7 separate regions of the Mus musculus genome follow, and regions 1, 2, 3, 4, 5 and 6 are each linked to region 7. The links are chromatin contacts, called in public Hi-C, HiCAR-type, HiChIP or PLAC-seq and promoter capture Hi-C maps. All regions are on one chromosome and are shown on one strand. Each heading gives the region's core, a stretch centred on a gene start, on an enhancer-like site or on the middle of the called end of the contact. The rest is flanking DNA. Distances are from core to core; before and after follow the strand shown. Region 1 holds the start of Zmynd8 (zinc finger, MYND-type containing 8). Region 2 overlaps Ncoa3 (nuclear receptor coactivator 3). Region 3 has its middle 26 kb from the start of Platr29. Region 4 holds the start of Ncoa3 (nuclear receptor coactivator 3). Region 5 overlaps Zmynd8 (zinc finger, MYND-type containing 8). Region 6 holds the start of Ube2v1 (ubiquitin-conjugating enzyme E2 variant 1). Region 7 holds the start of Arfgef2 (ADP-ribosylation factor guanine nucleotide-exchange factor 2 (brefeldin A-inhibited)).

The links. Promoter capture Hi-C pulls out the DNA fragments that hold promoters and counts their contacts. Hi-C and Micro-C count contacts between places; a contact is called where the count stands out from the background. HiCAR-type assays count read pairs that join an accessible place to other places. HiChIP or PLAC-seq counts read pairs in DNA pulled down with a chosen protein or histone mark. Capture Hi-C pulls out chosen DNA fragments and counts their contacts.
Region 1: a contact with region 7 is called in a promoter capture Hi-C map of liver, with 4 times the contacts expected there. The contact joins the promoter of Zmynd8 here to the promoter of Arfgef2 in region 7. A contact is called at or near these places in 8 of 39 promoter capture datasets (the 3T3-L1 cell line, the C10 cell line, hematopoietic stem and progenitor cells and 3 more), 11 of 115 datasets of contacts at active chromatin or transcription factors (T-cell acute lymphoblastic leukemia, astrocytes, bone marrow-derived dendritic cells and 8 more) and 2 of 9 other capture datasets (adipose tissue and liver).
Region 2: an H3K27ac HiChIP or PLAC-seq map of embryonic stem cells shows a contact between it and region 7, with 4 times the contacts expected there. The contact joins the enhancer-like site here to the promoter of Arfgef2 in region 7. A contact is called at or near these places in 6 of 39 promoter capture datasets (the 3T3-L1 cell line, hippocampal neurons, liver and 2 more), 8 of 115 datasets of contacts at active chromatin or transcription factors (cardiomyocytes, embryonic stem cells, fibro-adipogenic progenitors and 3 more) and 3 of 9 other capture datasets (adipose tissue, embryonic stem cells and macrophages).
Region 3: a Hi-C map of B cells shows a contact between it and region 7, with 11 read pairs. The contact joins the enhancer-like site here to the promoter of Arfgef2 in region 7. A contact is called at or near these places in 4 of 39 promoter capture datasets (the C10 cell line, embryonic stem cells and pre-B cells), 1 of 484 Hi-C or Micro-C datasets (B cells), 6 of 115 datasets of contacts at active chromatin or transcription factors (bone marrow-derived macrophages, embryonic midbrain, extraembryonic endoderm stem cells and 2 more) and 1 of 9 other capture datasets (adipose tissue).
Region 4: a promoter capture Hi-C map of pre-B cells shows a contact between it and region 7, with 4 times the contacts expected there. The contact joins the promoter of Ncoa3 here to the promoter of Arfgef2 in region 7. A contact is called at or near these places in 7 of 39 promoter capture datasets (the 3T3-L1 cell line, embryonic stem cells, hippocampal neurons and 3 more), 6 of 484 Hi-C or Micro-C datasets (cardiomyocytes, cortical neurons, embryonic stem cells and 3 more), 16 of 115 datasets of contacts at active chromatin or transcription factors (bone marrow-derived macrophages, cardiomyocytes, embryonic basal ganglia and 12 more) and 4 of 9 other capture datasets (adipose tissue, liver, macrophages and 1 more).
Region 5: a HiCAR-type map of embryonic stem cells shows a contact between it and region 7, with 3 times the contacts expected there. The contact joins the enhancer-like site here to the promoter of Arfgef2 in region 7. A contact is called at or near these places in 6 of 39 promoter capture datasets (the 3T3-L1 cell line, the C10 cell line, the SN4741 cell line and 3 more), 1 of 484 Hi-C or Micro-C datasets (cerebellum), 3 of 115 datasets of contacts at active chromatin or transcription factors (embryonic forebrain, embryonic stem cells and pancreatic cancer cells) and 2 of 9 other capture datasets (adipose tissue and liver).
Region 6: a contact with region 7 is called in a FOXA1 HiChIP or PLAC-seq map of pancreatic cancer cells. The contact joins the promoter of Ube2v1 here to the promoter of Arfgef2 in region 7.

What each region holds. Positions count from the first base shown.
Region 1 is chr2:165,883,538-165,887,193 of GRCm38.p6, forward strand. Zmynd8 (zinc finger, MYND-type containing 8) reads right to left here and starts at 1,301. Exons shown (of 23, transcript NM_001363020.1): 1 at 1,071-1,301. The coding sequence starts at 1,084. It overlaps 1810021M19Rik (a long non-coding RNA gene), which reads left to right and starts at 2,192. Exons shown (of 3, transcript XR_866948.2): 1 at 2,192-3,656.
Region 2 is chr2:166,008,367-166,011,740 of GRCm38.p6, forward strand. The region is part of intron 1 of Ncoa3 (nuclear receptor coactivator 3); the gene reads left to right. Among named protein-coding and RNA genes, the nearest start is that of Ncoa3, 17 kb to the left of the region's middle. Within about 2 kb of position 1,340, at least 67 of the 459 cell types and tissues checked have an H3K27ac peak or open chromatin away from gene starts, as enhancers often do. A contact at or near this core is called in adipose tissue, embryonic stem cells, fibro-adipogenic progenitors and 2 more, where this site is marked.
Region 3 is chr2:165,953,677-165,957,031 of GRCm38.p6, forward strand. No RefSeq gene overlaps it. Among named protein-coding and RNA genes, the nearest start is that of Platr29, 26 kb to the right of the region's middle. Within about 2 kb of position 1,350, at least 133 of the 459 cell types and tissues checked have an H3K27ac peak or open chromatin away from gene starts, as enhancers often do. A contact at or near this core is called in B cells, adipose tissue, bone marrow-derived macrophages and 2 more, where this site is marked.
Region 4 is chr2:165,990,477-165,993,960 of GRCm38.p6, forward strand. Ncoa3 (nuclear receptor coactivator 3) reads left to right here and starts at 2,161. Exons shown (of 23, transcript NM_008679.3): 1 at 2,161-2,282. LOC115489489 (soluble scavenger receptor cysteine-rich domain-containing protein SSC5D-like) reads right to left here and starts at 3,305. Exons shown (of 2, transcript XM_030252296.1): 1 at 1,864-3,305. The coding sequence starts at 3,218. The coding sequence ends at 2,127.
Region 5 is chr2:165,810,240-165,813,774 of GRCm38.p6, forward strand. It overlaps Zmynd8 (zinc finger, MYND-type containing 8), which reads right to left. Exons shown (of 23, transcript NM_001363020.1): 14 at 2,110-2,619. Among named protein-coding and RNA genes, the nearest start is that of Gm11465, 69 kb to the right of the region's middle. Within about 2 kb of position 1,537, at least 10 of the 459 cell types and tissues checked have an H3K27ac peak or open chromatin away from gene starts, as enhancers often do. A contact at or near this core is called in embryonic stem cells, where this site is marked.
Region 6 is chr2:167,630,144-167,633,564 of GRCm38.p6, forward strand. It overlaps Ube2v1 (ubiquitin-conjugating enzyme E2 variant 1), which reads right to left and starts at 1,862. Exons shown (of 4, transcript NM_023230.2): 1 at 1,797-1,862. The coding sequence starts at 1,818. Gm31852 (a long non-coding RNA gene) reads left to right here and starts at 2,331. Exons shown (of 3, transcript XR_375265.4): 1 at 2,331-2,690; 2 at 2,993-3,111.
Region 7 is chr2:166,803,492-166,807,365 of GRCm38.p6, forward strand. It overlaps Arfgef2 (ADP-ribosylation factor guanine nucleotide-exchange factor 2 (brefeldin A-inhibited)), which reads left to right and starts at 2,090. Exons shown (of 39, transcript NM_001085495.2): 1 at 2,090-2,344. The coding sequence starts at 2,224.

The sequences.
Region 1 (3,656 bases), core at 51-2,550, 920 kb before region 7:
TGAGCCTCAGGTATGTATGAGCCATGTCCCCTGCACTGTATCACAGAAGACAGAAGATGATAGAATGTTTGAAAAGGGGGGAGGGAGACAAGGATAAAAGAGACATTAGCCCATGGAAAAATCATGCAAGAAGTATAAAACTAAAGGAGTCAGAGTCTTCACAGATCTCTTTTTTTCCCCCCTTCAGGATGTTATTCAAAATCTCTCCCCATCCCCACTCCCACCCCACCCACCCCCAACCCCCCAGGCACCAAGCCTACTCCAAAAACTCCCTCAGAGGCTAGGAAACACTTTCAGAACCATTTGCTGGCTGTAGGCTGACTTGAAGAACATTCTGTACCAAGCTAAGTCGGGGGGAGGAAAAAAAAACCCTGAACAATGTTGCTGCGAGTGCGAAGCTCTGGAGAGGAAGAGATGACAGTCCACACGCCACCACCCACCTAGGCCCAGGAACCAGCCTGGGTCCCTGAGTACTGTTCTTGTTCAGGCCTGACTTCTGGTGCAAACACGCATCCTCTCTTGTCAGAACTTAGCCCAGCCTTTCCCAGAACCGCTCTGGAGAAGCAAGCTGGCTTGCTCTGCTCTCTGCCACAGGCAGTCCTGAACTGTGCTGGGAGAAGACCTTCTGGCTTCTGGCTTACCTTCCATTTTCTTCCCCCAGCAGGCATGTGACACACAGCGGCCGACAGTGCAGGGGGAGGACTGTTCAGAGAGAGAGGGAGAGGGGGGAGAGGAAGGGAGGGAAAAATAAAATAAAAGAAGGGGGGATAATAGCTTCTCTTTTGGCATACCAGGATCTAGCTTCAAACTAGTCCAGAAATTCTTTGTCCTGGTCAAAATAAAGGTATTCCAAGCCCTCACCAGTCTGTAAAATCAAGCTATGGCTAATGGCTACTTAGCCATGTGACCCAAAAAGGAAAAAAAAAATCTCTCTAAACAGTCCCAAGTTACCCTAAGTGCTCTGGGGGGGGAAGTGTGGCAGAGCCAGGCTACAGAGAAATCACACTGCTAGTCCACGACTCGATGACTCGGAGGGAGGGGGGAAAAGATGGTTAAAAAGCCGAGCTTACCTCTGTGGATGCATTGTTAACTGTGTAATGTCAATACTTATAAAACATGGAGGACAGGCTCCTAGTTCTCACAGAAAAAGGGTTTGGCACTTCGGCTGATGATCTGGCCGCCTAATAAAAGCTCATCCCCGATTGGCTGCCCCGGCCAATCGGAGTGTAAAGCCGCCGCCGATTGGCTGAAACACTTCCTGAGCGATTATCTTTGTGAGGCTCGGGTGAGCAAGAGCCATCCTGTGCATAGAAAAAGACAGGCTAAGCTAGGCCTTCTGCAGGAGGGAAAACTTGGGACAGGGGCCTCCACAAGCACTTCTCCCACCCCCTGGCTCGATCCCCCAGGCCAGGCAAACCCGTGCAGCCAGCCTGACCTGCTCCAGCAAAGCCTGAAGCCAGCGCGCCACTGGGAAGGGCCCTTTTGGGGTGGGCTGGCTGACCCATCCACGCCTGCCCCCACACACAAGTCCTTCTCTAAGAAGGCGAGCAGGCCGTTTTATAGAACAAGCCAGCTTGAGTGGGTCTCAAAGGACAAAGTCGAGCTTAGGGGTGGAGAGAGCCCCAGGGAGGCAGAAGCAATAGGGACAAGGCCAGACGCAGGCCTCTGAGGGGGGCGGGGGGGGGGGGCGCGCGCGGGGAGTGAGACAGGCAGCCCGAGGGAGCCCCAACAAATCAGCAAGGGGCACCCAGGTTCCAGGGAGCTGAGAGGTGCAGCTTGCTGTGAGGTGGAGCGATCAAGTTTGCCTAGTCATGGTCAAAGTGGCTCTTGGAAAAAAGGCAGGCCCACAGAGCCATTTGCAAAACTGGGAGACCTCTAACCTCTCACCGCCACCCCTCAGCCGATCCTCAAAGACAAACCAAAAAGGGCTCTGTCAGGATGGCAAGGGAGATACCCTCTCCAGGCTTACCCTAAGAAAAGCCAAATGCGTTGCTAGCAGGCCACATGCCTCCATTTAAGTCTTCCCTCCCTCTGCTCCCTCCCCCCACCGATGAGGCCTGCTAAACCTGTCAGTTAAACAAAAATCTGACTTCCGTCTTAGTCTGTGATGCCTTCAGCTTCCTGCCTGTTAACCCTCTCTGGGACTCTGGGCCTCGCTGGGAAAAACTAGGCCCTGAGATTGTAGAAAAGGGCCTGTGGAAAAATACCAGCTGCAGCTCTCCGGGCAGATGCAGAGAGAGAGAGAGAGGGAGCTAGCTAGCTGCTGTCTCGCTTCTGCTTCCCAAGGAGGCGTGGACCTTGTGAATCCAGGGCATACAGGCAGTGCCTCTCAGTCAGAGAAGCCATTTAAATCCAGAGGGACAGAGAAAGATGTCAAACCGGGCCAGGAAACAAGCCCGTCCATTATAGTCAGGCCTACACACCCACAGGTTGGCCCTTTCTGCCACAATCGCCCCTGTATGTGTGTTCTGGGGGGAAACTGGGCCCTGTTTGGTGGGCAGACAAATCCCCTGGGCTTCGTAAGGCTTCTTGCTTCAATTTATTTCCACAGAGAACTGCTTCTTTTCGTCCCCTAAGGCAGATGGAAGGGCAATTTCACACACACAGCCTCACATTGGCAGTCCCCCTACTCCCCCCATCTCTGGCTCTGCTCCCCAGTAAAATATTAACTAGTTCCTCAGACCTGCTTAGAATTCTCCCCGATGGTGCTGGGTGGGAGACCAGTGCCTGATTCTTTCCTAAAAACTGTCATTTGTAGAAAAGGCACAGAGGAGAATCAAAAACTGTCCAAGGCTCTCTCCTATTCTTAGCTATTTTTTTAAAAACAACAACATCCTTAATTAACAAGATTCTTAAAAAAAAAAAAAAGACGCTAAATAAACACCTTTCTTCAGGGGCCGGCAGTTGATGCAGCCAGACACCAGGAGGTGGACCCAGAAAGCAATAAAGTCCCCCTCAGCTACTGAAACTAGGACTCATTCCTGCCTCCCCAGGCGTTTCCTCAAAGGAATTGAAGGGCTGAGCTGATGGCTTGCTCTCCCTGCCCCCCAAGGACAACAGATGCCCAGCAGGCCAGTGTGCACTCTCCCTGGCTGGGGAATCTGCTCTCAGGCTCCAGACCCAGCCAGGAATCTAAACACACAGTACTGCAGGACAAAACCCTGGCTTTGGAAAGGAGACAGGATTTTGTTTGAACCAGCTGAGGTCGATAGCAGCAGGGGACAACTCCAGAGCCACTAGGCCTGACAAAGGCACTCAGGACAACAGGCCTGGCTTCACCCAAAGGGAAGGGTCGGCTCTTACTGGGGAGGGAAACCTTACTGGGACCAAACAGGGAACCTGAGGCCTGATCCGGGCACCCTCCCCTTCATGTGGCTTCGGACTCTACTATCAGCCATATGAAGTATGGCTTGGGGGGTGAGGGGAGGCGACAACACACGGAGTTGCTGATAGGTCTTGGGGACACCTAACTTCCCAATTGGAAAAGAGAATACATACACAGCAGGGGAGCGCATGGATTAAAGCTTGTTGTGTAAGCGGGAGCGCGCGCGCGCGCGCGCGCACACACACACACACACACACACACACACACACACACACACACACACGTACTCCCGTGCTCTCCCTCTCCCTTTTCCCTCCCTCCCTCCCTCTCT
Region 2 (3,374 bases), core at 90-2,589, 800 kb before region 7:
TCACTCAGACACACATGCAAGCAAAATACATGAAATAAAAATAAGTCATTAAAATTTTAAGCTAAAAAGTTATACAAGCATAATATATTGCTAGTTTTGGGGGAGGGAGTGTAGATCTTAGTATGTAGTATAGGCTAGCCTTGAACTTGCCATGTCCATCTGCCTTGGCATCCTGAGTGCTCTAATTACAAGCATACCACATGTCCACAGTTTTTTGTTTATTTGTTTGTTTGTTTTTTGAAACGGTCTCATTTTGCAGCTGTGTTTGGCCCAGAACATGCTATATAGTCTATATAGCCTAAGCTGGCCTCACACTCAAGAGATCCACTTACCTCTGCCTCCTGCTAAAGGTGTGCACCATCGTCCCCTGTCTTGGGTAAAGGTTAAAGGTTTATCTGTGTGCCTGTGTGTGCATATATGCATGTATGTGGAGGTCAAAGGCCACCTTGCTTCAAGCGAGGTCCTTTGTTCTTTCCCACTGTACAGGCCTGACTAGTTGTTTGTAGCTTCCAGGGATTGTCCTGTCTTGTCTCCCATCTTCCCCTAGGCGTGCAGGGTTACACACACTCAGCTGCACACTTGGCTTCTGAGTAGCTGCTGGGGATTTAAGCTCTGTTCTCATAGCTCGTCACAGATGCGTTGTCCTATGTAGCCATCTCCCAGCCCATCTTAAGCAGACCTTATTAGTTAGTGCATTTGACTGTTAAAAGTCAGCTTTGATTTTTGAATGGTTTGGAATGTAGTCTTTTTATCCCTTTAATAAAATGAGTCAAGTCTTTGTCTGGCTCAGGATGTAGCCCAGTTAGAGTGCCTGCCTAGCGGGAAGCCCGGGGATGGATGCTCAGCACTGCAGGAACTGGGTTTGGGAGGTACAGGCTTTAATTCCAGCTTTCTGAGAGGGAGGAGTCAGGAGGGTCAGAGGTTCAAGGTCATCCTCTGCACCTAGTGAGAGAATTTGAGACCAGCCTGGACTGCATGAGCCATTGTTTGAAAGGGGGAAAAATAATCTTTGTCTATTTCCTCCCCAATATAAGTTAAAATGTATAGTATTACATATGTTCTAGTGTGATCTCATGAAAAGGTGCTGAAAACCTGTCTAAAACACTGGCTCTCAGTGTATGTTCCAGGAGCGAAACTCAGGGCCTGCCTCTGCCACTGCAAAGAGTGTCTTGCCTATGATTTTTTATATTCCCTTAAAATCAAGAAAACAAATAAAACAGAATCCCCACCTTTTTTTTTTTTTTTTTTTTTGAGAGATGTCACATGTCCTGTGGGCTGGCCTTAAATCTGGAGACTTCTTCCTCCTCCTGAGTTCTGGCATAATCACCATGCCTGGCTTTTCGATGTGATGCTAGGGACCAAACCCAAGGCGTCATGCTTGCCCCACACTCTGCCAAGTGAGCTGTGTTTCCCAGCTGCTGTGCTTTCCTCTCCATGCTGGAAACACTCAGCTCTAGGAATCAGACCCTTGGCACAGAGTAGGTACATGCTAGCCCTAAAAATATGGGCTATATGGATGTGAAGAATGTATTTCTATAAAGAGATGTGCATCTTACTACCCCCTTTTGTGATGAGATCTTGCTGTCCATGCTGGTCTTGATGTTGTTGCCTGCTTGGGCCTCCGGAGCAGCTCTGACTAAGGGCTCCTGCCACAATGCTGGTCTTGTCTCATGGGTTCTACTTCACTGTCTACTGACTTATGTTAGCTTTTGAATGCTTGAGGCATATGCAAATGAGAAAATCAGCATCTCAGAGTGTTTGTAGCATTGTAGCCTTCATATTAAGTTACTGTACCTTTAAGCTTCTGCGGGTCTCAATGGATGTGTCTCTCTCCCAAAGGTGATGGAGACCCCAGGTTTTTTACTGTTCCCTTCACTTAAGTAGTTATTTTATCTGAATTATTTTTGACATACTTGAATTTTGGAACAGTTTTTAGTTTACATCTAAAAAGGATACTTAAAAAAGAACAGTGGAAATTTCCAGCTTTAAAAAAATTTGACTGGTCTAATAACTGCTTCGCAGGAAGAAATATGAAAAGGAGCCGCAGACGTTCTGGATGTCAGCCTGTGAAATTTTCCACTATTTCCCATAATAACATGCAGGCACGCTTATATTCCTGATTCAGTGGGACTGTGACTGCAGTTGCCTGACTGGAATTTGAAGCTCCTGTCAGCGAGAAATGGCATCTGCCACTCCTGCGAGCAGCGCGGAGCTGCCCGTCCTAGGGGCTGGGCTTGCTCTAGGGTTGCCTGGGGAGACACTGTTGGAAAGGCTGATCTTGGAAATTATTTATACGTTTCACGATTCCAAACGATTTTGATTATAGTGGACTTACAATAATACATCTGCTGCAACAGTTTTTTTTAATAGTTTTATTTATATAAATTTATAGAATTTTATTTTGTGTAAAATGCTCAGAGAAGTAAAACATAAAGGTTCGGATAGATCCAGGTTTCATTTGCTACAATTTAGAAACTATTCAATGTATTAGCTTATGCAGGTCCCTGTTAGTGCAGTAGAAGATCAGCAGGCTTCCTCCTGAAGTTAGCCATTCTTTAGACTCAAGTGAGCAGGTCACCCCATTTGCCCAGGTTCTGTAAGTTGACCAAGATAAGTATGGAAGAGCAGATCACAAGATACACTGTAACCTAAGCCTGTCCTGCTTCATCTCTTACAAGGCAGAGTGCCATTGAGGAATGGCCAGCCACCCTTTATGAATTAAACTTAATTATTTACTTTTGAGAGATGGTGTCACTCTACTGCTCAGGTTGGCCTGAAGCTTGGGGGGTTCAGCTACCCCACCTTGCTGATTTTAACTAGACAACTCTTTTCTTTCTTTCTCCCCTTCTTCTCCTTTTTTTTTTTTTTTTTTTTTTGGGGTGTGTGTGTGTGTGTGTGTGTGTGTGTGTGTTATGAGACAGGGTTTTCCTGTGTAGTTCTAACTTGTCTGCCCTGGAATTCACTCTGTAGACCAGGCCTCAAACTCAGAGATCTACCAGCCACTGCCTCCCAAGTGCCAGGGAAGCTGAGGCAGGAGGATTAACATTGCTTTGAGGCCAGCCTTGTTTACAGTTCCAGGACAGCTAGTGTTACATAGTAAAGACCTAGTCTCAAGAGAATACAGAATACAAAGTGGAAAACAAACAAAATACCTCCAAAACAACAATGAACCAGATCCTTGCCCTGCAGAGTAAACTGTAAGGACACACGTGCTTCTCCAGTGAGGAATGAGGGTTTGAGTGATAACAGATGTGCTTCACACTCTTGAGTTGCTTCCAGCTTAGAGATAAAGCCATATTAATGCGCAAGTAACTGTTTCTGGACCGGAATAACTATGCTGGAGCAGGCTTCTACCCTGGTCATTGGGTTCTCCC
Region 3 (3,355 bases), core at 100-2,599, 850 kb before region 7:
TAAGAACTGGGATACAGGCATGAGCCACCACACCTAGATACTATATGTGATGTATGATTGATTGATTGATTGATTGATTGATTTTTTGGTTTTTCGAGACCGGGTTTCTCTGTATAGCCCTGGCTGTCCTGGGCCTTACTTTGTAGACCAGGCTGGCCTGGAACTCAGAAATCCGCCTGCCTCTGCCTCCCGAGTGCTGGGATTAAAGACGTGCGCCACCACGCCCGGCCTGTGATGTATGATTTATGATTTGCATGTATATACACTGTACACACTGATACTTCACATGTGTATTTACTGCTTTATTACATATGTACATATGAACTCCATATATGATGCTTGCTATGTATAACATATCATGTGTCATATAGACAGTATTATTACTGTCCCACTTACTGATGGGAAATCTGAGGCACAAGAAGTTTAGTAACTTATTTAGAGTCACAAAGTCTGGCCAGTTAGCACAGTGCTAACTAACAGAGTCATCAAGCCACTAAATACCAGTTGACTTTGTCTTCGGGACTCCTTGGTTTTGGGAGCCATGGTTTCACCATGACAGGTTGATTGGGGAAACATCTGTTTGTCTCCCTCTGGTTTTTGTTTATTGGTTTGTTTGTTTGTTTGTTTGTTTTCCGAGACAGGGTTTCTCTGTGTAGCCCTGGCTGTCCTAGAACTCACTCTGTAGACCAGGCTTGCCTTGAACTCAGAAATCCACCTGCCTCTGCCTCCCAAGTGCTGGGATTAAAGGCGTGCGCCACAACACCTGGCTTGTCTCCCTCTGTTATTTCCTCCTTCCTAACACAGTACAAAACCTAGAACTGATTGACTATAAGCCCAGGACTCAACAGGTAGAGGTAGGAGGAGAGAGAGAGACTTTGTGAGCTGTGTCAGCCTCTGCTACATAGCAAGTTTGAAGCCAGCCTGGGCTACATAGTGAGAACACACACATACATACAGAACTCAGAGCTCCACTTTTAGGGACTCTGGGATCGAACTCGGGTTGGGCCAGCAGGGTTGTAAATGGGCACCTTTACCACTGAGCCATTTTGCTAGACCAAATTATCAATTTTACTATGCTTTCTAGTATCAAAACCAGGATCTCTCTCCCAACCGGCAGGAGCACTGCTCAGCCTCCGAGCCTTCACGGTTTTATTTTTCCGGTAACACTGAAGGGTCCTCATAGCTGTTACGGCCTCCTCAAGTCCTCTCCGTCGGAGAAACCCTGGGGTGGGCCTCCTGGCAGTTTGTTTTCTCTTCATCGCTGACAAGCAGGATCAGATCAGGCTGAACTTCCTGTGGAAGAATTCACAGAAGAGTTATTTATGGCTACTTCATCTTCCGGCGCCGAGACAGTGACCGGGGTTAAAGTTAGAGGGGTGCGGAAGTGGAGCACGGGGAGAAGAAGGCGCGGTCGGGGCGCAGCTGCTTAGATAAGCTGTTTAGATTGCACACTGAGTGGTATATATTTAACGCTTATTCTTTCACACTTTATTAATTTATCTGCTTGTGTTTTCGCACGCACACACTACAGTGTTCATGGAGCGCTCGGAAAACGCGTGGAAGTCAGTTCTCTCCTACAGTGTGGGTCCTAGGGACTGAACTCAGCCCGCCAGGTTCAGCAGCAAGAACTTTACACACTTAGCCATCTTCCTAGCCCAGTGCCTAATATTTTAAAATCTACTGGAGAAAGAGAGAAGAAAGAAAACTGTCTTCTTCCATTTGTTTTGAGAAAAGAGTCTCCTGTAGCCTAGATTCCTCTTAAACTCCCCATTCTGAGCTGAGGAAGGCCTTCGACTCAGACCCTCTTGCCTTTGCCGCCATGCCCTGAGCATGTTCTGTGACTCAAGCCTGTAATTATACCGTGGGGAAGGCAGAGATGGGCAAATCTCTTCGAAGTCAACGGGCCCTTTGGGTGGCTCACTCCAGCTCCAGTTCCAGGACTTCTGACACCTTCTGACCTTGCACAGGAAAGCACACATGTGCACAAACGCACAGCCACACATATGTACACATATGTACAGAGGAAGGCCAGGAAACCAAAGCCTCCTTCTCGGAGCCTTCCTTGACTCTCGGGACTCTTTCTTCTAACTTTTCTTTTTCTTTCTTTCTTTCTCTCTCTCTCTCTCTCTCTCTCTCTCTCTCTCTCTCTCTCTCTCTCTCTCTCTCTCTCTCTCCCTTCCTTCCTTCCTTCCTTCCTTTCTTTCTTTTCTTTTTTTTTTTTTTATTTTTGGCTTTTCCAGACAGGGTTTCTCTGTATAGCCCTGGCTGTCCTGGAACTCACGCTGTAGACCAGGCTGGCCTCGAACTCAGAAATCCGCCTGCCTCTGCCTCCCGAGTGCTGGGATTAAAGAGAAGCTTCTGAAGGTCCTGAGTTCAAATCCCAGCAACCATATGGTGGCTCACAGCCATCCGTAGCAAGATCTGACTCCCTCTTATGTAGTGTGTGAAGACAGCTACAGTGTACTTACATAGAATAAATAAATAATTTTTTTAAAAAGTAGCTTGGGCTGCAAAGTGAGATCAAGATAAAATTCAGAGTCATAGACACACAGGAGAGAGGCCTGGGGAAGACAGAGGAAAAGCCCTGGTGGGGGTGGGGTGAGGTTGAGGAATCAATACACCCAGCATTTCTAGCAAACCCCAGAGACAGAGGTGGGCTGGAGTACCTCTCCCCAGAGAGTTCGAAGCAACCCAGTTCTGCAGAAACCTTCATTTCTGTCTTTTGTCTTCAGAACGGCAAAAGGACTCATTTCTGTGGTTTAAAGTCACCAGGTTTGAGATCATCTGTCATCTGAGCTCTAGGGAACCAATCTGCTCACACTGAGCGAGAGAGGAAAATGAAAATTATGGCGGCATATTATTTTAACCAGTTTGACAAAGATCACAAGGTCTGATAGCAGCCAGCCAGCGCCTGTTCTGAGAAGCACTCGCTTTCTTTCTCGGCTGGCAGGAAGATATGTAAATTGATGTGATCATCCTGGAGTTGATGTGACAAATTCTGTCAAAATGACAAATGAGATTTCCTTCTGACCCAACAATTCTACTTCTAGGATTTGCCCAACACATGAAGAAACGAGCACCCATGGGATGTGCTGGCACACACCTGTAATCCCAGCACCAGGAAGAGCGAGGGTCACCAGCTTGAGATCAGTCTAGGATTACATAGCGAAGATGGGAGTAGGGAGTGGGCAGGAGAAGCTGAGGCAGAAGGTTCATAGCAGATTCAAGTCTAGCGTGGGCTACATAGTGAGTTCTAAGCCAGCCTGAACAGCATAGCCCCAACCTGTTTGGAATAAAGAAGGAGGAGGGAAAGGAGGAGCAAGAGGAGGAAGAGGAGGAGAAGGAAGAGGAGACA
Region 4 (3,484 bases), core at 911-3,410, 810 kb before region 7:
CATGTGTAGGCTGGCCTGGGATTTCAGACATAGTGGAGGATAACCTTTGTCCTTTTACCTCCTAAATGGAAGGATTACAGGTGTGTCCTACCAGGCCTAGCTCTGGTGCTAATCTTGTTGGTGATGTAAGCACTGGGGCCCTCAAAGGACAGGGACGTACAAGAAGGCTGTGTGCAGGGCTGGCAGCTGCTGTTGGGTCTTGCCTGGGACCTCAGCCTCTGTCAACTGGTGCTTCCTTTCCCTCTGGATTCTCATAGAGCTAGAGTTGGGGCCAGGAAGGAGGAAGTAGGAGCTGGCAGCATTCTCAAGCTCTAGGCCTGTGACTTGTGTTTCCTTGGGGCAACAGTCTTAGAACCAAGCCTAATTCGAAGAAGGGACACAAGTCAATCCCTTCATGGAGGAGTGGTCTGGGCAAACAGGGAAGGATGAAGGATGAAGGCAGCATCTTCGCTGATTATCTACCTGAGCAAGTCAATCAGCTACTTTAAATTTTGGCTCTAGCACCGGCCAGATGCTGTTGCAGGGTCACCTGCTTACCCCACCCAAAGCAGCGGCATGTCTGCCTTCTTTTTGGATCTTTTACTGAAACAATTGAATTATTTTTTTACTGTTCATATCTGTTATGCTCTCAACATATACATATATAAAGATTATGTATATGTCTGAATATGGATAAAATTTTAGTACAGTACTGTGCTTGAATCAGTAATTATTTATTTTAATGTACTTTTGTTACATTTAGAATTATTATTACTATTTTTAGTTTTAAGATTAGATTTCTCTATGTAGCCCTGGATGGCCTGGAACTCAGAGATCCACTTGCCTCTGCCTTCTGAGTACAGGGATTAAGGGTGTGCACCACCACACCAGGTTTGGGACTTGGCTGCTGTGGGAATAACTCCAAGGGTAAACAGTGGACACTTGCAGAACAGTAAAGTAGTGCAGGTGGGAAATCCTTGAGGTGACAGCAGAACCTCAGGATAGGGTTAGTCTTATTCACACTGAAGACATTTTATACAGTTGTGTCCCAAGACGTCCTCTATTTTTTCCCATTAACTCCAAATTCCTTTACAAGTTCTTTTTACCTAAGAACTATCCATAAACCGGGGTTGCTAGTGCATGCCTTTAATCCAGCACTAGGGAGGCAGAGGCAGCCAGGTTTCTAAACTGGAGTCTAGCCTGGCCTACATTTATTGAATTTAACTTTGGCCTTATTTATTTTGGTCAGACTCCCCTCACCCCCATCCCCAACTTGGCTTTAAATCCCTGCTTTGAAGGAGGACTTTGAGTTTTTGTTTCTTCTGTTTCTGCCCCGGAGCCATGGGGTCACTGGGATTGCCTTCACTTGCTACCATCGGTTTTCTTGGAGGAGAGGCTGGTTCTGTAGAATGCTGCACATTCTGCGCTTTAATTTTTTAAAAAATTATTTATTTATTTATTTTCCTATTCCGTTAGATTCAGGTCACTTAACTTGGTAGTTTTCTGCTTTCTGCACTGCATCCTATCGGGGACATGGCGTGACAGTTTGAGTCACCTTTGGTGGCACCGAGTTTAAGATGTTCTTGGTTAAGGTGCTGTCTCTCAGTAATTCCCACTGTAAAGCAAGCTGTTCTCTGGTTTAAATCACAATACGCAGAGACCAAACCTGAGGACCAACACCTTGTGAGCCAAAACCTTTTTTTTTCCTTCGAGACAGGGTTTCTGTATAGCCCTGGCTGTCCTGGAACTCACTTTGTAGATCAGGCTGGCCTCGAACTCAGAAATCCGCCTGCCTCTGCCTCCTGAGTGCTGGGATTAAAGGCGTGTGCCATCACCGCAAGGCCCGAAACCTTTTCAAGTCAGTGACTTAGCAGGGCTCCTGACCTCGGGCCTCAGTTTGCTCCTCTGAAAAGTAAGGACAACGCCCCCTCAGCTACTGGTCTTGTGGGACGGTGCTTGGCGCACAATGAACACTCCATTGAAGTCAGGAATTCCAGGATGGAGACAGGCAAACGGGAAAACGAACCCAGAACGTCCTCTTCACCTCCAGCGGCTGGGTGAGCTGAGGGGAACCCAGGCCTCGCGGCCACGCCCCCTGCCTCGCGCACGGCCCCCTGGGACCCGTAGTGCTGGGCGTGGCCGCGGGACTACAAATCCCGGCGGCCCCCGCGCCGCGGCTTCAGCGGCGGCTGCCTCAGCTCCTCAGAGCGCCGGCGGCGGCCTCGGCGGAGTCGGTGTCGGCGGCCGGGGCTGAGCTGTGAGTTTCCGATCGAGAACAGCGTTGGGGAAGATGGCGGCGAGCGGTGAGTGGAGAGAAAGGCAGTGGCGAGCGGCGGGCGAGGCCGGCGGCATGGCCTGAGGCGGGGGTCCTGGGGTCGCCAGTAACGCGCGGCGCAGGCGACAGGGATCGCGCGGGCGGCGCTGGGCTCCGGGGCCCGTGCAGGGTCGCGAGGAGTTCGCGGCCGCGGCCTCTGCTTGCCGCTGGGGCTCCCCCCGCCGAATCTCGGGTCGGAGAAGCTCAGCCGAGTCTCCTCTTCCCGCCGGCGCCGCCCGGCGGAGCGGACACGGGCGGCTCCTCCGGCCGAAGCTGCGGCTCCGCTGCGAGCGGGCGCGGCGGACACGGAGTGTGCGGTGCCCGCGGGGTGTGTGCGGGGTGAGAGTGGGGTCTGTGGCGTGTGCGGGGTGTGTGGCATGGATGTGGGGGTCTGCGGGTTGTGCCAGGTGTGTTGGGTGGCCCCGGAGTCCGCCAGGTGTGTGGGGTGGATGCAGGCTGCGTGTGGGGGTCTGCAGGGTGGATGCTGGGCGAGGGAGCTGAGTGCGGTGTGCGAGGTGTGTGCTGGTGTGTGCCGGGTGAGTGGAGGTGCGAGGGGTGAGTGCAAGGTCTGCGGTCTGTGCGGGGCGAGGACCGGGTGGATGCGGGGTCCGCGATGTCTCCAGGGTGGATGCTTGGCGGATGAGGAGTCCGAGGTGTGTGTAGCGTGGATGCAGGGTCGGCCGTCTGTATGGGATGAGTGTGGGGTCTCTCCCTCTCTGTGCGGCGTGGATAGGGGCTCTGCCGTCTTGTGTCGGCTATCATCGAGGTCGCTTTCATCTTCTGAAATTCCCAGTCTAGGTTCGTTCATTGATTCTGTTTGCAGTAGTTTAAATGAAGTGGGAGGCAGTGCTACTTCCCTAGGCAGCTTGAGGGTGGCTAGGGTGGAAAAGTTAAGCAGGAGAGCAGCTCGGAGAGGCCAGAGCATCGTAGGCCCGCGGAGCAGGAGCCTAGGACTCCACACTGTATGACACTGGAAGGTTGGAAAGTGTCTTTAAGTCGAGAAACTTTTTCCCCCTCCCAAATGCGAAGACTTCCTTTTTTTTTTTTTTTGGTTGCAGTTTCTGAGTAGCGCTTCAAAGCCAACTTGTTTTTGTAATTAAGCTTGTGAGGTTAAAAACCAGGAAGGCGAGTCAGTCCCCTGTCTGCTGAAGGGCTAGGTGGACGAATAAGATGAGAGGTCCTGTATCAGGG
Region 5 (3,535 bases), core at 287-2,786, 990 kb before region 7:
TTGTCTACATCTGCTCCTGAGCTGGGTAGCTGCACTCCACAACCCTCTTCACTTCAGGATGGACCAGAGGGAGCATGGCTGTAGAGAAGCTAGGAGCATCGCCTAGCCACCTCGGAGAAAGACCATCCACCCACCACCAAGGAGCTTCACAGGGACACCGGTTTACAGAAGTAAGTTTTGCCTCAGACCTTGGGAAATTGCTCTCTGATTGTGTTTAGTTCTAGAATCATCTTTCACTCAACCTACCACCAACTCGGGGTTTGCGGGAGATCCTGGCTGTTTCCTTCAGACATCACATCCAGAAACAGCTCTGCCAGAATGCTAACACTTCTTAAAATCATAACCTCCAATTTCCGTGGATCTTTCTGCTCTCACTGATAGGAAGCTCACGACCAAAGTGAAAGCTCCTGCTCACGATCCCCCGAAGTTGGGAGGGCACGCTTTGCTTGGTCTGTTTTGTTTGAGACAGGGTCTGATGTAGCCGAAGCTGGCCTTGAATTCTCTACTCCTCTACCTCCAAATGCTGGGGTTAGAAGTTTGGGTTACCACACCTACCTATGCTAGTACCTATCTGTAATATAAAAAATTTCCCCTAAGCCAGGGCAGAAGGCAAATCAATCGAAAGGTTCGTTTCAAGGCTGGCAAGGTCCCTCGGTGGCAGAGAATCTTGTCACTGAGGAAGCTGCCCTAAGTTTAATTCTCAGGATGCATGTGGTGGAGAGACCTGACTCGTGAGTAGTCCTTTGACCTACACACACACATAGACACACATACACACAAACCATTTAAAAAAAAAAAAAGCTTGTTTCGGAAAGAATAGGAGGTTCTGAGTGTCATGGGAGAAGGGGAGTCCCACAGTCCTGCATGGAGGAAAGGTCAGGCCTAACAAGCAGGCTCTCTACCCTAGGCAGATTTCCGAGGCCTTCAACAGGCCTTGGTGGAAGCTCAGGCGCCCTTACCCCCCCCACCACCACAGCACCACAGGGATCCCGTTCCTTTTTCTCTGCCACAGGGTAAGAACTGAGATTCTTGACCACCCGCTTAGGCATCTCACAGGGAGAAAGGTTCTCAAAGCCCAGCAAGGGCTTGCTGTAAGTCTCCCTACAGCAATGCAGGCGCCAATTCCCACCTTATTCCTGGTTACGATGAGAGATTAGCTCCTATCAGAAACAAGACACTCAAACAAAACAAAACAAAAAAACCTGGCTATCCATCACCAAACACACGCCGCACCTAAGTGATGCCGCCCCTCCACCCTCAATGGACCACTCAGGATCTTGGATGTTGTTGGATGTTACTGGCATCCTCCAGCCACCCATTTTCCCAGCCAAAATCTTGCTATGACTCTGTTAGGGGAAGGACACTCTTCACCCAGCCCTTTCAGCCTAGTTTCCAGAATGCTCACTGCTGCACATAGTCACCTCCTCCTAATAGGCACCAAGCCTCCAGCAATTCAGGCTGTGGTCCTCAGCCTGGTAGGTTCTGCCCACTAGGAGGAGACATGTTTGGTGGACGGATGCTCTCACCATCTAGTGGCTAGAGGCCAGAGTTGCACCTACACCACCTCCACTGTAAGGAGCAAAGAAATCCAGGGAATCCCAGGGCTCAGATACCTCAACGCACATAGGACAGACAGACAGACAGTCATGTCCGGTAGGTACTCAATGAGGTCTCTTACGTTTTCAGCGGTAGGGCAATTCCTAAGGGATGGTGCTTGCCTGGTTGTGAGGCCATGGGTTCAATCACCAGCACTTTTAAATCTGGTATGATGGTAAATACCTCTAATCCTATCACACTGGAGGTAGAGGCAGGGGGAATCTGAGCTCAAGGATTTGTAATTCGAGGCCAAACGGAACCATGTGAAACCTTAAGCAAGCAGACTTAAGGCTAAAGTGAACTCACAGGAAACAGGTTCAAGTCCCGTGGGATATATTTTTCTGGTTCACTGTGTTGAGGATAAGGTAGGGTCATATGCAGATCATGGCCGTCTGTACCAATCTGGGACCCTGAGACATTCCCTGTCATAGTGGGTTGGTGGTAGGGTGCAGGGCCTGACTCGTGCCAACATCAAACAACAGTCAGAGCCCGTGTGACTTCTGTGTGACTTACCGTCTTGCTTAGGCGACGGCACCTTGGGATCTTTCTTGTTTTTTCGACCCTCCCTCCCAGAAGGATCCTCTCCTAAGTCTATGACAAGTTCGCTCTCCGAGTCCGAATCCAAGCCCAAGTGCACTGTGGGAGAATCCGTTTCATCCTTTCCTTTCAGTTTGTCCTTTGTGGGATGAGGTGATGGCTTTGCTTTCTCTACAAAGTCCTTCTCAGGCTCTGGGCTGGCCTTGTCCTTGGCGGGTGTGGGGTCCGGCTTCTCGCTGACAGGAGAGTTGCTCTTCGCTTCCTCTTTGACCTCTACCTGGTTTGTGGGTTTGGGCTTCCTTTTGATGGCAGGGGCCTCTTTGTCCACCCGACTCCCCTCTTTGTCCTCGGGGTCCTCGGGCTCATTCTTGGGCTTCTGTTCCTCATCGCTGACGTACTCGCTGTCGCTGCTCTCCGACTTTTCGGAGTCCTCGGAATCGCTGTGCTCCACGGCTGTATAAACATCCTCTGAGATCTCATTTATGCCTGAGGTCAAAGAGGAAAAAACATCAGCACAGCTCAGCCACGCACACCGTCTCCGGTGGGAACAGCAAGGCAGAGGACTTTAGGGTCCAAAGAAGGCAGAAGACCTGCAGACTGTCGGGTTTTACACAGAGCTAACTCTGAGGCTGATGATGGATGGGGGTTGGGAGATGGGGCGGTTAAAACAGAGGCCCGGAGAAGCCAAGTATCTAGGCAGAAACCAGATGGGACCCAAACAAGAAGGCTGGGGCTTCCCCAAGTGTAAAGAGGCAAGTCCAGAAGGCCAGAGCCTTGGGGAGTGCACACGTTTGGGGGTGGGGGGTGCGGCTCAGCCCTAATTGCATCTGCATCTTCATCCTTCCTGGGCAATGCTGGCAGCTTTACCTGAACACATTGTCTTTTTGCCCTTTTTTTAAAACTAATTTATTTTAAAGATTTATTTATTATTATTATTCATTAGTACACTGTAGCTGTCTTCAGATGCACCAGAAGAGGGTGTCAGATCTCATTTTGGGTGGTTGTGAGCCACCATTGTGGTTGCTGGGATTTGAACTCAGGACCTTTGGAAGAGCAGTCAGTGCTCTTAACCACTGAGCCATCTTGCCAGTGCCCCCCCCCCCCTTTAAAAAAAAAAAAAGCTGAGAATTCTCTACTGAATTCACAAGTGAAGAACTTCAACCTAGGAATCAAGGCAGGGGCGTCTATTCAAAGAACAGAGGAGATGGCCAAACTGGGGTGCTAGTCTCTAAGTAGCAAACAGCGGTTGGGTAATGGGGGGAACTGCCAGACCCCCTTTAGTGGAGGCAGGTCTCTAAGTAACCTGGTACAAAGCTGAATCCCCCGTGCTGCTCAAGTGCTCATGGGAATGCACTGTCCTTCTCACGAAGGGGACAAGATGAAGCCACATCTGTATACGTCC
Region 6 (3,421 bases), core at 612-3,111, 830 kb after region 7:
GGAACCATCTGTGGACTAGACAGGCGCTGAGGAACGCCTGTTTCTGGGTTCCCTAAAGCCTTCCTATGCTATCTAAGCTGTGCTATGTGCGCTTCCTTCTTTTCATGGAGCTAGGGATGGAATCCAGGGCCTCCGACTTGCTGGTCAGATCACTCTAGCACTGAGCCTCACCCAGCCCAAACTCTTCTGGATTCTGTACACAGCAGCTGCTGCTGAGCTGCTGTTTCTATCTGCACTCCTGAGGCACGGGCAGGGCCTCAGAAGTTAGAAGTGGCTGTCAAACCGGATCCTGAGATGTCCTAAAGCAAGGACAAGCAGTGCTGACTGGTAGGGCCACCCCAGTACTGGCTGCCTGGCACCTCTCTGCGAGATACCCTGCATCCCACCCCAGTACAGCCTGTGGCAGACTGGGTCTTCCCAAGTGCCCACCGCCATGTGTTTGTCAGGAAATGGACTGACTTGGCTCCGCAGTCTTCTCCAGGACACACCAGGCACTGTGTGGTGGGTCACTGCAGGCAGCACCTCTCTGCTTCCCACCCCACAACATCTCCTCTGGTGGCCTCACAGCCCCAAAACACCAGTGCCTAGGCTGGTGGCCTGTCCTTACCCCTTGCTCACCTCCACCAACAGACTCCCGAGGATATAGCCCCACACCAGAAGGGAGCACCCACTCTCTCCTGAATCCTTCATTGGAAAAGCAGACTCCCATGCCTTCCCAGACCCCGGGGGATCTCCTTCACCAAACCCACTCCACCTTCTCTAGCCTGCCAGAGTCCATGGCTCATAATCAAGTACAGGTTGCCGGTTCTAAGGCAGCAGACCCTTCGGGTCTCCCCATCTGGCCTTCTCTTCTTAGCCCATCAGAGACCGACAAGAGCTTCTCCCCTAAGAGCATCCCCTTTACCCTCTTGCTATCCCTTCCATTTGATCCAAGGGCTCTCATTTCACTGCTCCTCTCCTACCCATCCAGATAATGGAGAGTTTCTGAGTTGAACCCACATATTTTCCCCCAATTCGCAGAAGGATTAGGAGTGACAGGCACTTCCTCCATCCGCTCCCCGCAGGAAGAGGTTTTTCTTCTCTAAAAGCAGCATCTGCGGGACTGCACCCCATCCCATTCTCCCCACTGCAGGAGCCTTCCCAATGGCGACACGCCCCAACAGACCCCACCCCACCCCCCGACACACACACCAGGGCTTCCTAGGCACCTGCTCGTGCCCATCCAACGCGGCGCTCGGCTCCCAGCGCGCCTTCTGAAACCTATCCCTGGTCTCTGCAACCCAGGCCTGCTCCCACGGCAGAACGCCCGGGCTCAGCCCGTGCAGGTGCCCGGATTTCCCTGGGAAGCGACCACCACGATGAGAGCAGCCCCGACCCTAAATTGACGCGGGGCCCCGGCGGCCTCGCCTGCGGCCCGCGAGGCTCCGTGCGTGTTCCCTAGGGTTGCGCCCGCGTACCCCCGCCGGGCATTCCCGGCTCCCAGTCGCCCGGGCCAGCTCCCAGCGGGACCTCGCCCGGGCATTCCCGAGCACACTCGGCCCCTCTGCCGGCCTCTCCCCCACCCCCCGCCCCCCGGAGGCGCCCGAGCCTCCGGCTTGGCCGCACCGCCCACGGCCCGGCTGCCCCCGCCCGGGCTTCCGGCCGCCGCCTGATGGTCCCAGGCCCGGCCGAGCAGCCAAACGCAGCCGCAGGGACAGCGCGGAGCCCTGTCCCGGCCACCATGGCCTCCGCTAGACCGGGACCAAGCCCAGGGAGCCCGCGCCCCGTCCGCCAGCACGCCCGGCGCCCCCGCTCACCCGAGCCTGTGGTGGCTGCCATCTTGCGTCGCTGTCGCTCGAAGGCCGGCCCCTTCTTCACCCCCCCTTGAGTTTTTCTCCGGGCGCTAGTGCGCAGGCGCAGGTGTAGGCGCAGCCGCAAACGGTGCCGCTGACGCCCGCTCGGGGTCGCAGGAGCCGGGCGGGAAGGGCTTTGCCCGAGTCTTCAGTGAGCGAGCATGAGGGCGGGGCAACCTGCAAGCCCCGCCCAGCCCGAGCGCGGGGGAGGCGTGCAGGTGCTCGGCTCGAGGGCCCCGGGGTGACCGTGCGCTTCCGGGAGAATAGAATGGGGGGGAAGGGCTGTGGAGCCCCGCGCCTGTTCCCAGGCTGTTTCCGTCCCCCTGTGTCCTCACCACGTAGCGAAAATGAAACCGCGAGAGATGAAGTTCAACTCAACTGCTAAGTAGCTGAGTCAGAATTTGACCCCAAGCCAGATGATCTTTGTTATGGGGTATATGGAGAAAAATAACACCGAAAGGCCTGAATGCGTCAAATTGTGGGCCAGTACAATCTTGTTTCCGGCACTGTTGCTGTTCTGGGGCCTGAAGCATGTAGGGACAAGGTGCAGCTAGGGGCTTGAGAACCACCAACCTTGAGACATGCATTCTGCTTGTTTGTTTGTTTGTTTGTTTGTTTAGGGGTTTTGTTCGAGACATGCTCTCAACTCAGCTGTCCAAGAGCCCACTATACAGAGGATGACCTTGGCTGTCTGATTCTTCGGCTTCTGCCTCATGCTGGGGTTGCAGGCTTGTGTTTTAGAGTTCTTCTTAGAGATGGAATTATGTGGGAGAACTGTGCTTGGTGCCGGACATGGCAATGTCTCCACGAAATGAGATTCTCTTCTCAATTGCTACATTCTAGTTGGACAGAGAACAAGTAAGCCAATATAAATAGATAAATATACATTTTACCTATGATAAGATAGGGGACAAACCTATAAAGGGCACCAGGAAGAATCAGAAAAGGCCTCCTGCAAAGGTCTGAAGACACTTGTCTGCATATAGAGTAAACCCATCACAAAGCCACCTTTGATGTGAAACCCTTAAGGGGACTTGGAAATCGAGGATGAAGTAGCCAGATAGGCTGCAGATTATACTGCTAAGAGGGACAGCAGAGGGGCAAGGAAGCTGGAGACATTCCTGGAACATTCCATTTGTCATCTGTTTGGTGTATTCTAGGTAGCTCCACTGCATTTCCTCTTGAGGAAGTACGTGGTAAGCTCAGAACTACCGTCCTGCAGAAGATGCACACCAGCCTAGGAGTCTGTCCCACAGAACAGAGGGAACCAGGTCTCTAGGTAAACTGGGAAGGGTGAGTGCACAATACACTGAGGCTCTGCTCCCGGGGCTGGGGCTATGCTGGGGGCCGTGACGTGTCTGTGGCCTTGTATTTATGAAGGCTTTCCCTGTTTCCCAATATTGTACCTGCTTGCCGAAGTGTCTGCAGGTTTGAGTCCACAATACTACGACAGCCTCACTCTAGCCTTGACCTTATGACACATGCAGGGCCTCTCTAGCGTGTCTCTGCCTCTTCTCGAGGCTGCTGGAACCTCACATGGTCTCCCTGTCCTCAGAGCCTTTGGGCTCTCCTATTGTAATCGTCTCTGG
Region 7 (3,874 bases), core at 840-3,339:
GCCCTACCAGCCTTGTGTGGTATCTGTTCTGAGGCCCAGCTGTAGTTCTGAGTCACATTGTAATCAGTGGAATTTACAAACTTGAAGTGTTCCACCTGCCTCTGGACTGGACCCTCCCCCCCACCCCAGTCCAGGGGCAGAGCCCCACAAACTGAAAATACAAAAGGTCCACAAATGCTATTATAAATATTAGCTATTAGCTAGGGGACACAGTGACAATGGATATTTGAGTTGAGCATTTGAACATGGTGGCATGGGACATTCCCAAAATTTCCATGAGGAAGAACTGTCTGCTTCTTGTGAGACAAAGTATCAAGGCTGCCCTGTGGGAAAAAAGCAAGGGGTGGTGTGGGAAGCATCAGTACTGTCAAGACAAGGCCCTGTCTTCCACTCAGGTACCGGCCATGCCACACTGGCCACCTGGCTCAGTTTCTTCTCCGGTTTTGTCCTCCGTACTGGAGGCTGATGAAAACAGACCAGGAAAAGGGGAGTTGTTGGTAGCATTGGCACAGACTGGCACTTAGAAAGCAGATGTTCAGGTGTGGTGGCTTCCTCCTACAATCCCAGCTCAGGAGGGTGATAAGTTATTTCCCTGCCGGTGAATTGAGCCAATTCAAGAGAGGTAAGATTATATTAAATGTAGGTTTCCTGGGAAGCTGCGAAGCTGCTCTCAGTTGAGTTCACTGGTCCTGAGGAAGGAGGCAAGGCAAGTCGCCATGGGAAGAGAGGAAGAGTGCTTGCAGAGAGAGAGAGAAAGAGAGAGAGAGAGAGAGAGAGAGAGAGAGAGAGAAGCCAAAATGTCTGGAAGAGCCTCTGCCTCTGAGTGAAAAGGAAGGAGAAGGGCAGCCCAACCCTTGTGCTGGAAAGTTCAGGGTTGGGAGCAGGGGATGCCAGGTAGGGACTGAGGGATGCTGGGAGAACCTGGAGGCCAGGTCAGCTTTGGTATGTAAAATATGCAACTCAGTCCCTCATCCCAGAGAGGACATTGAGTTCAAGGTCAAGGACAGCCGGCGATACACATCAGGATTGTATCAAAACAACAACAACAAACAAAACAAACAAGTAAAACTCTAGCGACAGAAGGATTACTTCTTACAAACTGGCCCGCCAGGAGCTCTCTCTCCTGTGGCAGCAGGACTGTGTCCAGGGCTGGTGTGGTTTGCTGTCAGAGATACAAATCTGGAAGAGATAGACACCGTGAATATACCTTCCAGCCTACCCTTCTTTCCCCTCCCCTCCTCTCTCTTCTCTCTTCCCTTCTGGCTTCATCCTCAGTCCTGGTTCTTAACTTCCCTGAGCCTCCTTTCCATCCCTGATTTCTCTGCCCTTCCTGGATCCGGCATCTGACCTTCCCTACTCTCTGTCACCTCTCTCATTCCATTCACTTCCTTTTGCCCATCTCTCTTCTCTCGACTATTATTACTCTCACTAATTCTTTTTTTTAAAGATTTATTTATTTATTTATTTATTTATTTATTTATTATGTGTACACTGTAGCTGTCTTCAGACACTCCAGAAGAAGGCATCAGATTTCATTACGGGTGGTTGTGAGCCACCATGTGGTTGCTGGGATTTGAACTCAGGACCTTTGGAAGAGCAGTCGGTGCTCTTAAACACTGAGCTATCTCACCAGCCCTCACTAATTCTTTTTACGATTTTTTTCTTTCCCCTTTACTCCCTCTTTCGCTTTTCTCAGCATATCTAGCGCATGCTCTTAGTCTCTTCCTACCTCCGATCACTTGCATCTTTCCTTCAGGGCTGCCCATGTCTATAGGCTTTGACCTGCATTTTCTTCCCCTTCATAGTCATTGACCATCACTCCCCTACCTGGCCCGGTTATACTACTTAGACACGCCCGGACCAGCACCACTCGCGTAGGCCCCGCCCCAACCGAACAGACCACGCCCCACCACAGGTCTACTGCCCCGCCCACCCGCCCCACCCACAGAACTCCACCCCACTCTGGCTCCGCCTCCCGGCCGGCCCCCCACCCTTGGGGTCACAGGGTCGACCGACGCTCAGCAGACGCAGCGACACCGCCAGTCACGTGGTCACGTGACGCGCTGCAACTTGGCGGCGCCGTGGGGCCGGGGCGTCTCTTCCTGACAGGGCGGCGCGCACGGACGCGGCCGGTGCCGGCCGGGTCGCCGGGCCCTCAGCCTCGCTCTCCTGCTCGCTCGCACCGCCGGCTCGCGGGGTCGCCGGCCCCCGCAGGCCGGGGCCATGCAGGAAAGCCAGACCAAGAGCATGTTCGTGTCCCGGGCCCTGGAGAAGATCCTAGCTGACAAGGAGGTGAAGCGGCCCCAGCACTCCCAGCTGCGTAGGGCCTGCCAGGTGGCGCTCGGTGAGTGAGCCACCCCGGCCTGGCCCGCGCCGGCTTCCCCACGCCGGCCGTTACCCTCCGGGCCTGCTGCCCTCCACTCCTCCCAGCCCGAATCCCACCCTCCCGTCCTCTTCCGCTCGCTGTCCCCGTGGGAGCTGGTGTTGGGGCGGCCGAGACTGGCCCAAGGTCACCTAGCAAGTTGGTGACAGCCACGGCTGGTTTTCCAGCTTCCCTGCCTGGGGCCCTTGCCACGACTCCTTGTCCCGTTTCCTGGTTCCTCCCCTCACCATCTCCAAGTCCTCTGAAGCAGTAGCTCTCGATCTTAAGTTTTTCCTTCAGCGCCACTATGCTGGTTGGGGGCTCTCCCACGGGAGCGATCAGAGCAGGTCAGAGAGCTGCCCGGTTGGTGCCGAGGAACCCCGGAGGCTTGTTTGGGAAATGTCTCACTGGAGAACATTGGGGTTCCCAGGGCGCTTCGCCTGGAAGGGATGTAAGATGATCTATATTTCAGGCATTGGACAGCGTGTACGACTTCTACTCATTTTAGGGCGGGTCCCTAAAATAAAGGTTCTGTAGAGCAAAGATACTTGTCTGATTGCTTCAATGCGGTGTCCTGTGCATTTATGACAGTGCTTCGCACACAGTAGTTGCTCAGTAAATATTTGCTGGTTGAATGGATCCATGGATTGTGGAAAGACAGAAGTCTCTAGCTCCTAACTAGGTAAAAGCTCGGTAGTTGACACCAACATCAGTCTCCTATCTTTAGTTACTTCTCGAGAGCCTGTGTAGCAGGTACTGAGGAGATGTCTATGAAGGAGAAATGGAATCCTTTGTCCCTGTGGATCTTCTTAGGTTCTGATAGAGCAGACAAAACAGTACTAATAAGTACTGCTGTCAGAAAAAAGACTTAAGTGATACAGAGGACCTGAGGTCTGCTTTAGGTTGGATGGTCAGGAAAGTAGTCTTGTCTGAAAGTGTGACATTTGAGCCCAGGTCTGAAAGGTAAGAAATGTCGACTGTGTGGAGGTTCAAGAGGAAAAAAGTTGTGGACGGAGAGCGTCAGGACATTTGACCAGAGCTGTCTCCCTGTGAATTCATCGCCCTGTGCAATCCATGGGATTTGGTTAAAAGGCCTGTTGTCCTAAAAGGTTGAGTAAACAGAAGGGCTGAGTTTCTGTTAGTCACTCTTCTCCATGGGTGCAGGAGAACGTCCACTTGAGACCTTGGAATGGATTTGTGAGCTTTGCACTTCCCGGTGAATAAGATTCAGGCCTCAAATATGTGGGAAGCATTTGAGAGTCCCTAAGGGTCAGAAACTGTTGTTGATCTTGGGGGTTGCTTGAGGCCTGTGTAATCCTGAGCAGCTAATCTTGTGAAATTCAGGGTCTGTGGAAGGGATTTACTGAGACCTAAATGTTAAAGCTTTTCTGTTTTGAAAACCAGGGCCAAGAGTTGGGTTTTGTTCTATCAGGAATGTAGGGTAAGCATTGGAAAAGCAGCTGTGAGGGAGGCATGAGCCTCAGGCTGAACCCTCCTAGACTCCATTCTTGC